2 separate regions of the Sus scrofa genome follow, and region 2 is linked to region 1. A link is a contact called in public HiChIP or PLAC-seq data. All regions are on one chromosome and are shown on one strand. The core of a region is the stretch at or near the end of the contact, and the rest is flanking DNA. Distances in the headings are between cores, read along the strand shown. Region 1 holds the start of ING3 (inhibitor of growth family member 3). Region 2 holds the start of TSPAN12 (tetraspanin 12).

The links. HiChIP or PLAC-seq counts read pairs in DNA pulled down with a chosen protein or histone mark.
Region 2: an H3K27ac HiChIP or PLAC-seq map of alveolar macrophages shows a contact between it and region 1. The contact joins the promoter of TSPAN12 here to the promoter of ING3 in region 1. A contact is called at or near these places in 2 of 5 promoter capture datasets (fetal liver and liver), 8 of 47 Hi-C or Micro-C datasets (blood, brain, heart right ventricle and 3 more) and 1 of 2 datasets of contacts at active chromatin or transcription factors (alveolar macrophages).

Annotation. Positions count from the first base shown.
Region 1 is chr18:25,973,533-25,980,575 of Sscrofa11.1, reverse strand. It overlaps ING3 (inhibitor of growth family member 3), which reads left to right and starts at 4,077. Exons shown (of 12, transcript NM_001244268.1): 1 at 4,077-4,239; 2 at 4,493-4,564. The coding sequence starts at 4,212.
Region 2 is chr18:26,044,986-26,052,044 of Sscrofa11.1, reverse strand. It overlaps TSPAN12 (tetraspanin 12), which reads right to left and starts at 5,338. Exons shown (of 9, transcript NM_001244673.1): 1 at 5,269-5,338; 2 at 4,849-5,017; 3 at 3,777-3,912. The coding sequence starts at 3,842.

The DNA of each region.
Region 1 (7,043 bases), core at 2,828-5,327:
CATTTACAGCAGCAACATGGATGGACCTAGAAATTATCATACTAAATGAAGTAAGCCAGACAAAGACAAAACTCACATGACATCACTTATATGCAGAATCTAAAAACAAAAGATGCAAATGAGCTTATTTACAAAGTAGAAATAGACCTACACAGACAAAAAATTCATGGTTATCAAAGGGAAAGGGTGGGAGATAAATTAGGTGGATGGGGTTAACATGTACACACTACTATATATAAAATAGACAGCCAACAAGGACTTATACTGTATAGCACAGGGAACTATAATCAATACTTTATAATAACCAATAAGGGAAAAGAATCTGAAAAGGAATATATATATACATATGTAACTGAATCACTGTGCTATATACCTGAAATTATCATGACATTTAAATCAACTATCCTTCATTAAAAAATAAGCAAAAAAAACATTGAAAGCATAGTGATTTGTAAAGACAGATACAGAACTTGTGTCCTTTCAGTTATATAATTCCATATGATCACTTGGAGTTTTAATTTGTACTTTCTTTTCTTTTCTTTTATTTATTTTGCTTTTTAGGGCTGTACCTGCAGCATGTGGAAGTTCCCAGGCTAGGGGTCAAATCAGAGCCATAGCCACAGGAACTCAGAATTCAAGCCACTGTGACCTATACCACAGCTCACTGGCCACATGGATTCCCAACCCACTGAGTGAAGCCAGGGATCGAAACTGCATCCTCATGGATACTAGTCAGATTCGTTTCTGATGTGCCATGACGGGAACTCCTTAATTTGCATTTTAAATTTAAAACAGTAAAACTACCTATGAACTGCTAGGGTAATATTTTTGCTTATTAAGTGCAAATTTTAGCACATACATGAAACATATTCTTGAATTTGAATAATATCTTGAAAATTGAAATGTCTTTTAAAATTGTTATTCTTCTAGTTTGATATTTAATTGCTATTACATTTTAATGTAGTTATTTATTAGTGCAACAAGCCAATAGCCAATATATTTTCACTTTTCAAGTATTGCTCAAATGTAATCAAAAAGGATTAATCTATTTTTTCCTTTTCACTGTAAATTATTCACTATAAATATGATCATATAATGAAGTTCAATAAAATAAAAAGGTATAGTCTTAATTTCTTTTCTAACCATTATCATTATTTATTTTATTTAATGATTATTTTTGAAAATAATTTTCCTAAATTATTAAAGATAAGGAGTATATTAAGGAAATGATTTGCTTGAGGTGGAAGATGTGCTAGGGATGCTTATTTAAAGACAGAGGCAAATGTGAATTTATTTATACACAATGGCATCATGGTCTGTATCTACTTACTTGTGTTTGATTTTGAAAGCCTTAGGCTAACATTCATTTTCCTGAGGCTGGTAATATAAATTAATCGAGCACCTTCTCTTTGTGATAGATTATGAGGATACACTGATATGATACAATATTACAATATGATATGATACAATATTACAATATCTGTAATGTAATACAGATATGGTCAGCCCTGTATAGGAGGGTTGTCCCCTACAAACCTGGTAGTATCTGTATATGACCTAACAAGGTAAGAGGTTGTTACATGTGTGTGTGTATACAGCTTTCTGTTACTGACACATGATCCAAGAATAAGAATTGCATTCATTACATAAGATATAAAGAGTATAAGTTTTATTATTTTTTTTATTTCTTTGGCGTGTGTATGCATGTGTACTGAATTGGGAACCATCTATTATCTCACTCTCCTTTATGTGGAAAACTCACTAAAAAAGCTCAGTTTACACTTAAAATGGTGGACTTCTATTTCTGACCATATGCTATTTTAGCTACTCTGAAGGAACCACCTGTTGAAAACAACAAAAAAAGCTGGGTTAAAAAAAAAAAAATCAAATCTATCGATGAACTGGTAGAAAATGAAGGAATTTCACAGGGGAAAAAGCAAAAGAAAGAATGAAGTAAAATGAGAATATCCGGAGAAATAAGTGAGGGCCAAAGTGGGCTTCATACTTGTCTTGACCTTGGAACCCAAGAAAGGAAGAAAAAGTCTCCCCTGAGAATCTGTAACAAGCCACTTGGATTTGAGGCCCAAATTCAATATACCTATGCAATCCAATAAACCTCAAGTAGAGAATTTAATCTGACACTAGGACTGATGGTGCCTCCAAGCAACTTGGAGAAGCAAATTCTAATAATCTCTAAGAAAACTCAGTTTTAACTCTGGCCTCAACAAATTCCGTTACAACCCCAGAACATGAGTGTAGAGTCCAAAATAACAGCCTCCAAGGAAACAAGCACCGTGTTCAAAAGCTAGAAGAAACAACAGAGTGCCCAAGACTCATAAAATATTCAGCATTGAATTTAACAGACACAGAGTATAGACTATGTTTAATTTGTACAATAAATTAGAAAATGGCTTAAAAAGAGAAAGCAAATAGAACTTCCAAAACTGAAAAGTATTGAAAAAATTTGAGATGGACCGTGTAAAGGAAAGACCGAGAGAAATGGAAGATAAAGTGACGTCCTATGGATGTTCTAAGAGATAACGGAGAAAAATGAGGTATGGAGAAGAATGCTGAACACTGATGAGTATTCAGTAATACTGAAGAGATAATAGTTGAGAATTTTCCACAACTGTTGCAGGGCATTATTCCTGAGATTCAGGAATCCCCTTAAATTCTAAGTTTTGTTTTTTTTTTTTTTCCTAAGTTTTTTGAAGGAAAGAAAGAAGAAGGGAGGGAGAGGAGTTAGGGAAGGAGGAAAGGAGGAAATAAAGGAATTCATACCTAGATTCATTACTGCAAAACTGCAAAAATATCAAAGAAATCTCAAAAGCAGCCAGAAGAAAGAAGGGAGGGAGGAAGGGTGGAAGGAAGACTGAATGCGGTAGATTTTAGGTCAAAGTACAGAAAATAAACTAGGTAACTCTTATTAGGATTGAGGTAAGTTTCCTTTGAGATTCGTCAATATGACAGCTAAGTATCTTGATGAACAGCTATGAAAAGTTTTAAGTATAAGAAAATGTAGAGGAGAGAGAAAAAGCAGAAAACAAAGTGTTTCAACTCCAATCTAAAAAATATAAAGAGAACATTAAATTATGAACTAAAGACACATTTTCCTGGGGGTGGAGGATTAAAATAGATGGAAAATAACAATACCCAATATCTACTGAGTGCAAACGTTTTTAAAAAAAAGGAAACAAACTGAGCAGTGAAGGGCTAAATATATCACAGCTGAACAGACGCGGGGAGGAGTCGAAGATAGAAAAAGACAACGCCCTGGACTACAGACGTCAAATACAGGCTATTTACTCAACGTAATTATTGTTAAGTTATTGCTAAGACAGACAATTAGATGGTAAGGCTCCACCCGTTATTTCTGTTTGCTCACTTATTAATGTTTCGGGTGCAGGTATAGCTATATAGATCAATTACATTAGAACGACTAGATGGACTGCAAAATAGAATGCAGTGGCTACTGAGAACCATTTGTGCATCTTTTAATATGGTAAATACATAATTCACTCAATATTCTGAGTGTAAACTGTTTTAGTTCTATGTCAGCCAACCAGATGTCCCATTTATATTTTTAGGAGCGGATACGGAGGATAAATTCCAACAGTGAGTTCTGTTTTGAACACTTCCAATTGCCCGAACTTTGCCGATTATTCTAGCGTTAGAACCCTTGCCGTTTGCCTCACACTACTTGAAATCCATGACTCATAAACGCCAGGACATGGAATTGCGGCAGTAAAGAACAGGTGAAAAGTTGTTCCTAGTTGTGTTCTGTAGGCGCATACAACTCCCATCACTACCCGTGCAAAAATCAACAAATAAACAGAGGCACCGCATTTCAGATTCTGCTGCGCACCGTTCGCAATGGCACCTGGTTTTTGTAGTTTGCAAGGGGAGGACTACCAGCGTGTTCTTTCTTGCTGGGGAGGGACGAAAACTACACTTCCCACAAAGGCGCGGGGGCGTGCTCCGCTCGGCTTACGTCACCTCTTCAGCCAGCCAATGACCACTCCGGGCGGCAGTGAGGCAGGCGCCGTCAGGCGCCAAAGTGGGTTTTTTTTTTTCTTTTTTTTTTTTTTCCGCCGAAGCCGAGCGGGTGCTGCTAGCGGAGGCGCCATATTGGAAGGGACAAAACTCCGGCGACAGCGAGTGACACAAATAAACCCCTGGACCCCCTCGCTCCCCCAGCTCTAAGGGCCGCGATGTTGTACCTAGAGGACTATCTAGAAAGTGAGTGGGCGGCGCCGGCGGGCCCGACTGGGGGACCTGAGGGCGGGCGAGAGCAGGAGTGGACGGGCTGGCGGGCTGGCGGGAGGGAGGGGGAGGCGGGGGATGTTTCTTTCTCACGGTAACTGGCAGCCTCGTTGTGGGCTGCCGGCTCCCTCGCGCCCCCCCCACGCACGCACGCACGCACGCACGCAGCGACGTCGGCGCGTACTTTCGCCGTTGGCCCCGCCCTTCTGACTGACTTTCCCATTGACAGTGATTGAGCAGCTGCCAATGGACCTGAGGGACCGCTTCACGGAGATGCGCGAGATGGATCTGCAGGTGCAGAGTAAGTCGGCGCGTTTGCCCTTGTTCGCTGCGCGCGTTCAGTGCCAGACTTACTTGCCATCGACGCCAGCACCTCTGCTGTTTGACTCTCCTCCGGCTCCCTCGCTAGTACATCATAAGGAGTTGTCAAAAAGAACCGGCAATGCCGAATCTTGGCTCTTCTGTTTCCCACGCTACTTTTCTTCTGGCTTTTACAAAAGAAGGTGGCATCAGAGCACATGTGCACCTTTTTTTTTTTTTCGAATTTGAGACTGTACAATAAAAGTTTCTGTACCTTCATTAAGAATGTAGACATATGTTTTAGTGAACGTTGGCATCAATGTTGCGAAGACTTTGACTTGAGACTTCACGTATAGAACATAGCGGCATTTATGTATTTGTTAAAATTCATTCTAGTCAAAATTCAAGAGAGGAAATGCATATGGAAGCACAGGTTATATGTAGTTCTTTAGAGACCCTGGTGAACTTAGAATGTCCAATTTGAAAAGTTACACATTATAGGATACATTCTCAATTGTCAACAGCATGATAGTTTCTCAATCAAACATGAGAAAGGAAATTGGATTTTACTGTAAAGCTGCTTGTCTACTGTAACAAAAACTTTGGCTTTTGGTCTTTCAGTTATACTTTGTTAATCCGAAGACTTTTTCCCAAAAATAACTTGGCCCTTTCATAGAGCAGTATTTAGTTTATAGGATCATTTTTTTTCTGTGAAGTTTCTTTTAAAGAGTTTACGATTCAGAGAAGATAAAGAATAAATACCTTTATAAAGAATAAAAAGATAAGTACAGGAAAATTACACTTCAAAACAAGAAAACAGTGTTGAGTGCCAAGTGTACACTCATCATGCTCTGAAAGAACCTCACACACCTTTCCCCTTTGTGAAACGAATATAGCTGTTACCACTGTCTTGTAGAAATCCTATATTAAAAATTAAGAATGTGAATAATGTGATCCATAATTAAAATGTTTAATCAAGTGTACTTTGTTGGCTGTCTGTCACTCTTGTTTGGAGAAACGTAAGTACTGTTTAATTGCTTAAATAATATTAATGGCTGGCCTTCATAGGGTATATCTGCAGAGATAATGCCATTAGTTATGCTGTAGGCCACAGGGGAAGTCTAATAGGGTATATCAACAGAAGATGTTTCCTGATCACATGTATCCCATGTTTAGACTATGCATAGGATATTTCTTGTGCTGACAGATTTTCTTCTCAGAGAAGTAAGGCTGGGGGGAACATCTGGGTTTGGGGATGTGATAAGGAGGAAAAGAGTATCATGGAAAGAGATCAGAGAATAGAACCTTTCAGAGTGTGGTAGTCTTGAGGTAGCCCCCATCCCCCACCTCCCGCCTCCCTTCTCTGCCCCACCAGCACCACACATACTTCCATACCCATTGTTCACAAATATTCTTTTCTCAGCCTCCTGCCAGTTTCGTGTGGTGCATGAAACAAGGTAATATGTCTTGGAAGCCACCTTCTGTTCAGTGGATTGTAGTGTGGAAATCTGAGTTGTGTGTTTCTCCAGCTTGCTCACAAAATTCATTTTAACTTTAATGTATTTGAAATGCTAAAGATTTGCTAGAGAAGTGTTTTGTATAGGCTTGAGCATGGATTTTGTTGTCCAGCAAATCTGAGTTTATTTTAGAGCTTTAGAAACTTACTCATTGACCTTGACCACATTGCCACTTCTCCGGGATTTATTGTCTGTAAAATGAGAATCATCATGAAGATTAAAAATAATAGAGATAAATTAGAGCATATAGTACCTGATACAAAGTGAGCATTCAATAAAAGGTAGCTATTATACTTTTTCATGATTACAAATTTTTAAGTTCTTTAGTAATCTGGACTTGAATATGTAAGTTAGAGTTTTTTTTAAACTTGAATTTGTATAATAATTGTTTAAAGTTAATAGCTATTATAGATTAACAAAAGAGATCTCTGTCAAATAAGTTAGGAGATGGACTGTTACGCACTGAATATCTCAAAAATGATACAGTAAAAAGGTTTTCCTCAATTTGCAGAGCAACAAAATCCCTTTTGTTTATTTTTCATTTTTAAATAGACATAGAGCAGAATGACTATATTTAGCACACATTTCAGGAAGAGCTTATCTGGAATAAATAATATTATGCATTAAGTGAATAAATGATTAATCCCTGCTTTCAGTCATGATGGGAGATGATGGGCTACTTAATGGTACATAGCAAGAGGTTGAAATCTTTTTATCTCATCCCTTATTGAAAGAAATCCAATGAGAAATTGTACTTTGGCACATTTGGCTGACTTAGTAACATTAGGTTTTGACCCCAAGACTGTACTATTCAGCAGCTATAATATAGCATCTGTCTACACTGTTGACTAGTTTGACTATCTGAAAAAGTTTTGATGTAACAACAAAAATAAATTGTCAGTAGGGAAAATTGTAACTTTTTTTAAGCTAAGGTGATTAAGGCATCATACATATTTACATTAT
Region 2 (7,059 bases), core at 4,089-6,588, 70 kb before region 1:
GAGGGTTATCAATTTAGTAGAAATACACAGGAAAACACAGGAAAATTTTTTTACAGTCACATGTGCAACATATGGAAATTCCCAGGTTAGGGGTCAAATCAGAGCTGCAGCTGAAGCCTATGCAACGGTGGATCCTTAGCCCACTGAGTGATGCCAGGGATCGAATCTGCATCCTTACAGGTACTACATGGGGTCCTTAACCCACTGAGTCACAACAAGAACTCTGGAAAAAGTCGATTTTAAATGCTAGGTGAAGACTACAAGGACACAGCTTTTCATCCCACAAGTAATGAGGGCACGGGTTCAATCCCACAAAACCAGAGACCAGAACAACTGCCTCTCCTTACTCAGGATGAACACAGGTTCATGTCACACTGGTTGGTCCTGCTTCTAATTCCAAAGAGAACTACAAGCAAGGACAGACACTTTCCTCCTTCAAGTGCAGCGCTTAGACCAGCAGCCTCGGCATCACAGAAGGGCTTCTTAGAAATGCAGACCCCCAGGCCCAACCCCAGACGTACAGGATCAGAATCTCCTTTTTAAGATGCCCAGGTGATTCTTGTGCACATGGAGGTTTGAGAAGCCCTGCTCTAGAGGACTGGGGATGAGCAGGTGGACAGCTAATCCCTTTCTACTGAAGATGTTTACTGCTCCGCCAGAAATAAATTCACCACTGTTTCTAACAGTACAACTTCTACTGCACTTAGAGGGGGAAAAGAGGGGACGTCGATTCTCTGTTCTGCTACTTCCTAGCAAGTCACTGAACTTCCCTAAGTTACTTCTTTTTACCAAGCTCCCAACCCCCATTTTCCGGGGCTGTTATGAGAATCAGATGATAGAGCAGAGTAAGGATGCCCAGGAATGTGTGAGACACAAGGCAGAAAACTGCTTCTGACTCAGTAAGGAAATAGAGGATCTGAAAACATTGCTTCAGCCCTGAAAGAATAATGCCAACGCCCCCAAAGTTAGCATGTGCATGTCATACGATTCCAAGAAAACTCTCCGCAGATATTTTTTAATTGTATAAAATTGTACAAAAGTCCATATGGAAAAAGAAACTTGAACCAAGACAAGAAAGGCAGGTGCCTTAAAAGAACAGAAGAATAAAAAAGAATGTATAAATTTCTAAAGAGAAATTCTATTGAAAACAACATATAAAAATCTGTTTCTATAAAGCTATTTGTTTATAACGCTCATTGCTAGTGAGGGAGGTAACAAAAAAATAACAGTGAAATAACACTTTGCATCTTTCAAATTGGTAAAATTTTAAAAGCGTCATAGCATCAGTGAGATAGCAGCAAATATTTGTGTACATATAATGGAATGTATTGGTGCTTTGATTTCCAGGGCATAGATTCCCAGGACAGGGTTGCTGGGTTGAAGGAATGCAGAGCTGGTAGCAGTAGTAGCAGTATTAATCATATCAATAACGATTACCACTAATACTACTATAAGAATTCCTTTGACTCAACAATCCATCTTCTGGTAATCTACTTACTATAGTAGATTATCATTGAGTATCATTACTGTAGTAATAGTAATGGTTGCGGGTGCTACAGCTACTATTGCTACTACTGTCACTCCATAGATAATAGCACTTACTAAATGCCACTGTTTAAGCACTTCACATATATTAACTCTAATCCCCCTAACAACTCTAAAAAAATAGGAACTCCCATTCCTATTTTGCTGACTAAAAAACTAAGACACTAAATGAGCCTGGCAAACATAGTTAGAACTATATAAACATTAGCTATTTTTGTCATCATTATATATCCTCTAACATAGCAATCCTACTCCTGCAACTCTAACCCAAAAGAGAAAAACAATCTAACAAAAAAATATCATGAGTGTATATATGTGTTACATGAACGAGTCTATGTGGACAGGTATGAGTAAATACACCTTTGTATGACATAGAGAAAAATACAGAGGGATAAACACTAGGCAGTTAACACAGATCATTTTGTTGGTGGGAGATGATATTTGGAGAAGAGGACAACTGGAGAAACAGAGGAGCAATTTCAATAAATCAGAAGATGCGGAAAGTGAGAATGCTGAAGTAGGGGATAACAACAAAGAAATCATATTTTATATCCTTTGGATACACAAAGAGCCCTGGAGGAGTTTAAGGAATGGGTGTTTTGAAGAAAATTTCATTACTCACAGGAGAAATATTTTTGTTAAATGATTTAGACTCCCCTCCCCTTCCCCCTGCAAACACACACATATAATACAAATTATTGAGAAAATTTCCAAAGCAGTCTTCGGCGAACAACAAAAAAAAAAAAAGTCCTGGCAATTCCAGGATTCAAACACAGTGATTGTCCAGGTAAAGGCACTGTCAGGAGGCAAGAAGCTGAGTTCTGCTCCTGGCACCATCGCCACTGGGCTATGTGACCTTCGGCAAGTCACTGACATACACTAAGTTTTCTCATCCCCAAAGTAAAAAAGTTCAACCAGATCATGTGTAAATCTCCTTTTAGTTATAAATATGTGATGATTCTATCATTAAAAAGCATATAGTAGAAAGGAGAAAAGCTAGTAAATAGGAGTGACATTTATTACACATTTTAAAGAAACAAAGTTGGAAACTTTAATACTTTATAGCTAAGCAGGTAATTTAATGGGCCCAGTTAAAAATGTACCTTTAGAATTAAAAACTGCAATAAGATCAATTAGGGATTTTACATTTCTAAGTGCTGAATATAACAACTTAATGCTTTCATTTTCACGTTGAAAAAATATATATTGTTTAGATATCTTTCAGATTACTGGCTGAAGTAAGGCTTAATTGGACACCTTAAAATGGAGCCATTCATAAGGAGTTCAACCAAAATGTCATCCTCTAGAGACCACATGTCATAAACCTATAAAAAAAAAAGCTGGTCGATGCCAGCCAGTCAACCAAATAAATAAATCATGCACTGAAAAAATTCTAACAGAATTATTTTGAATATAAATTATTAATAGAACACAAAATTGGTAAAACAAAAATTTATCTGCTTAAGCATGACAGCTTCCTCAAGCAACATTCAAAGTTTTAATTTTTATGGTGTCCTCATAAGTTTTATAAATAACAACGTGATTATTAATAACACTTAATGAACATACATGCCTGAGTGCAAAGCATAAAAAGTCACTAGCTCATAGGGCATAAAGATTTCCATGAGCTTGTTAAATTTTATGTATTTTATTTCCTTAAATGGTTATGGGATTTTCCAAAAGCATACACAAAATTCCTTAAAACTTCGCCAACTTAGAAATAGTTACATAAAACCACCTTTTCAGACTGTATAGAATATCCCAGAAAAATCTACTTAGTCTTTTGATAGGATATCTGGTTATGAATTCCTCCAAAAAAATAGTAAGGCTCCTTGCCCCAACCAAATTTTATAGGATGACGTCAGGAAACAATTTATGGCTTGCACAGTTATCTGAAATTCCTGAAAACAAGTAGTTCCCTAAGTAGTATGTCAAATTTTTCTTATCTACAAGCACAAGCACGTGCATTTATTTATATCCCTAGATTAACTTCAAGTCTAATTTTACTGCCACTAGTATCCAGGGGTGGATTTCTTTTTTCTAATTACGAATGGAACTTGAGCTAGATCAAAGGCATTTAAAGGTCAAAATTTACTTCTCTGAAAAATAGAGGGTGTGAGCCCATGTAATTAATTAATGCTTAGCCATGCCCTTTGGCGCATTATGTGGTGGCTGTAGGAAACCGAGTCCAGCCGTCTCCACCTGTTGGTGCACTGGACTCTCTGACTTACCCAAAAGAGCAGATTGAGTGCGTAGAGCAGGCACCTCAAGCATTTCACCGAATCTTCTCTGGCCATTGTGAGCCCAGGGAGGGAGAAGCCCCATCCTTTCACCACATCCTACCCCCGCGGGCCAAACAGCTACGATCTGCAGAGGGCGGGAGAGAACCGGGGACTTAGCACCGCGCTCCCCACCCCCAGCCCATCCTTCCTCCGCCAGCCAGGGTCTGGTCTGAAGCCTAGTTCATCCGAGATATCCCTTCATCGAAAATCATTTGTTAAAGTTATCATAGTAACCTAAACTCTCCAAAGTTCCAAACCGGCTTCAGATAACACCTGCTGGGAAAAGAAAAGGCTGTCTCCCTGGATGAATGAAGGCGCGCAGTACACTCCGGTTCTCAGGGGACGCGCGGCGGTGTCCTCTGAATTCTGATGAGACGCTCTTTAAAACCTCCCTCAGTCCACGCCCCTCCTCGGGGACAGCTCTGCTCAGAACTGTCCCGAAGTTCTGAAACCACACTACCCCCCAGAGGTGTCACAGAAGCCGCCGGCGACACCAAGGGTGAGAGTGTCCCTCTCATGAGGACAGTTCCCTGGCCCCCCAACTTCGTACCCCCCCCTTCCCTATCCCACAGCTAGAGTTTGAACGCGGGGCACTGGAGCGGGCGCAGCGCTGAGCTGGGATTCCGCCCGACGACTAGGGTTTCTCAGGGAGAACGTGAGAAATGATGTTTCGGCCCCGGAATGATGGATTAGCCGGGGGCGGGGGGGGCGGGGAGGGGCGCAGGGGAATTAGGGCCGGTGCAGCTGTGCAGACGCCGGGTTAGTCATTCACGTCCCCCTCCCCCGGCCCCGGCCCGGGCCGCGACCCCGCGCTCCCAGCCGCCGGAGGAGCACAAAGCCGAGCGCGGTCAGCGGCCCCGCCACCCGGACGCGCGCCCCCGGCAGGGCGCGGAGGGAAGCGCTGGCGGCGCGGAGCCCCACAGCCACAGCCTCTAAGTAGTTTAGCACACAGCGCCGGGGGCAGCCACGGCGGGCTGGCGGGACAGCGGGCAGGAAAGACGAGAGACGCGCGGCTACTCACCGTCGGCGCTGGGCTCCGCGCCCCGATCCCGCCGGGGGACAGTCGGGGACGCACGGCGGGGGCTCATCGGGGCAGGGACGCTCCTCCCGGAGAGCCGCAGGGCTGCATTGGCTCAAACTGGAGACGCTTCCTTCTCTTCCTCTCCCCCCACCGCCGCCGTCGCCGCCTCCTGGGAAAAAAGAAAAAAAAAAAAGAAAAAAAAAGTCCTGGGCAGCAGTTGCTGGAAAGTCTCTGCTAAGCCACCTCCCAGCGCCGCTGTCCCTCCCAAGTCCTCGCCAAGTCCGGACGAGGCAGCGGCGGCAGCCAAGGCCAGCTGCACATACTCTCAGCGCATGCTCGGGCCGCTGGCTGCCGGGGCTGGATCCGAGTGGGTGTTTCTCGTCCCTTCACGCGGCGGGAGCCCCCGAAGGGACGCCTCACCTCCACAGCGACCAGACAGAGATAAAGCCTGGGGACTTTGGAAGAGTCCACGCAGCAAACCCCTTTAAAATGGTGGTGTCAGCGGAGGGGAGGCTGGGTTATAACCGTAGGGAAACAGGCTTTTATTATATGAAAATATTTGTGTTTGCGAAGGGGGGTGAAGGAGTGGCCCAACCCAATTCCTGCAATGAGAAACCAGTTTTCACAACCTTTCTAGAGCCACCTCCTGTGATTTGTCACTAACGTGGTGCCCTATGATCCTTCTTATTGCTTTGTGGCCCTCCCTGATTTTAAAAAAAACAGTTCTTTCCCGCTTCCATGGTGCACTTACAGTATTTACTTACACCCCAGAGTAGACGTGTCGGGATCTGACACTCAGATTAGGAAGAACACGATTAACTCTTTCACAAGTGATCCAAAGTTTCCAAAATTTTCTCCAAAGATTGTGGGGATTTTAACTGGGTGATTTATCTTAAAATGTGCATATAGTAATGGGGTTTGAATTTTTTTTTTAACTAGAAATTCAGGAAGTATTCATAGTAGGAGACTATCCTTCCAAAAGGAACTTCCCTTTTGAAAGTAAGAAGTTTCACATTTAAGGGAGTTCACATTGTGGCTCATTGGAAATGAATGTGACTAGTAACCATGAGGACACAGGTTCAATCCCTGACCTCGCTCAGTGAGTTAAGGATCTGGCATTGCTGTGAGCTGTGGTGTAGGTGACCCCTAGCCTGGGAACTGCCATATGCCGAGGGTGCCATCCTAAAAAGACAAAAAAAAAAAGTTTCACACTTAAAATATGATCAAATTTTGATGTTGTATGCCTCATGATAGTCCACATTCTATTCTTACTTCTGTGTGCATTATGTGGAAAATACAGCTTCACTAACAAATATGAAGTACCTACAGTATAATCAACGTCTTTGAGAAAAGCTAGTAACAGGAGTCCTCCTTAATTTTCCTTACAGGGGAAAAAAGTAAAATGAAGTTGTGTCTAGCATCAGTTGCTGCATGACCAGGGTGACTAAGAGACACACATTTCCATTTCGATAGAAGTGATATTAAGACCAAAAGAGAACATGAGTGTCCTGGCTTAAGGGAGGAAAAGTCTGGTGAGCAAGTTACTAAGCTGTGTGTAAGGCAGCAAGCTCCCAAGAGCACCAAGACAACCATCCAAGAACAATGTCCAGGCATCCATCAGATGACCTAACTCTGGCAACAAAGTATCTTCTGGAGTCTAGAAAAGAGCAAAGAAACCCACCTTTATCCTCAGTTACTGCTCAAATAAAATGTATGCCAGATATAAGCAAAGAGCTGCTGAAACCACCTGCCCTCCGAATGCTGTTGGTGTCTTCTGAGTGACAGAAACATCCTCACGTTGAGGGGAGTCTATGGCTGCTCTTGAAACTGGCCAAGTACAAATCATTCCCAGGATTCTTTTTTTCTTTTTTCTTTTTCTTTCTTTCTTTCTTTTTTTTTTTTTTTCTTTTGTCTTTTTAGGGCTGCACCTGTGGCATATGGAGGTTCCCAGGCTGGGGGTTGAATCGGAGCTGTACCCGCCGGCCTATACCACAGCCGCAGCAACGCCAGACCTGAGCTGCATCTGTGACCCACACCACAGCTCAGGGCAACGCCAGATCTTTAACCCACTGAGCGAGGCCAGGGATGGAACCCGCAACCTCATGGTTCCTAGTCAGATTCGTTTCCGCTGCACCACGAAGGAAACTCTGATACTCAGGATTCTGAGCAGAGATCCTCTTTATTTCTAGAAAGTGGTGAAGTACCTTTCAA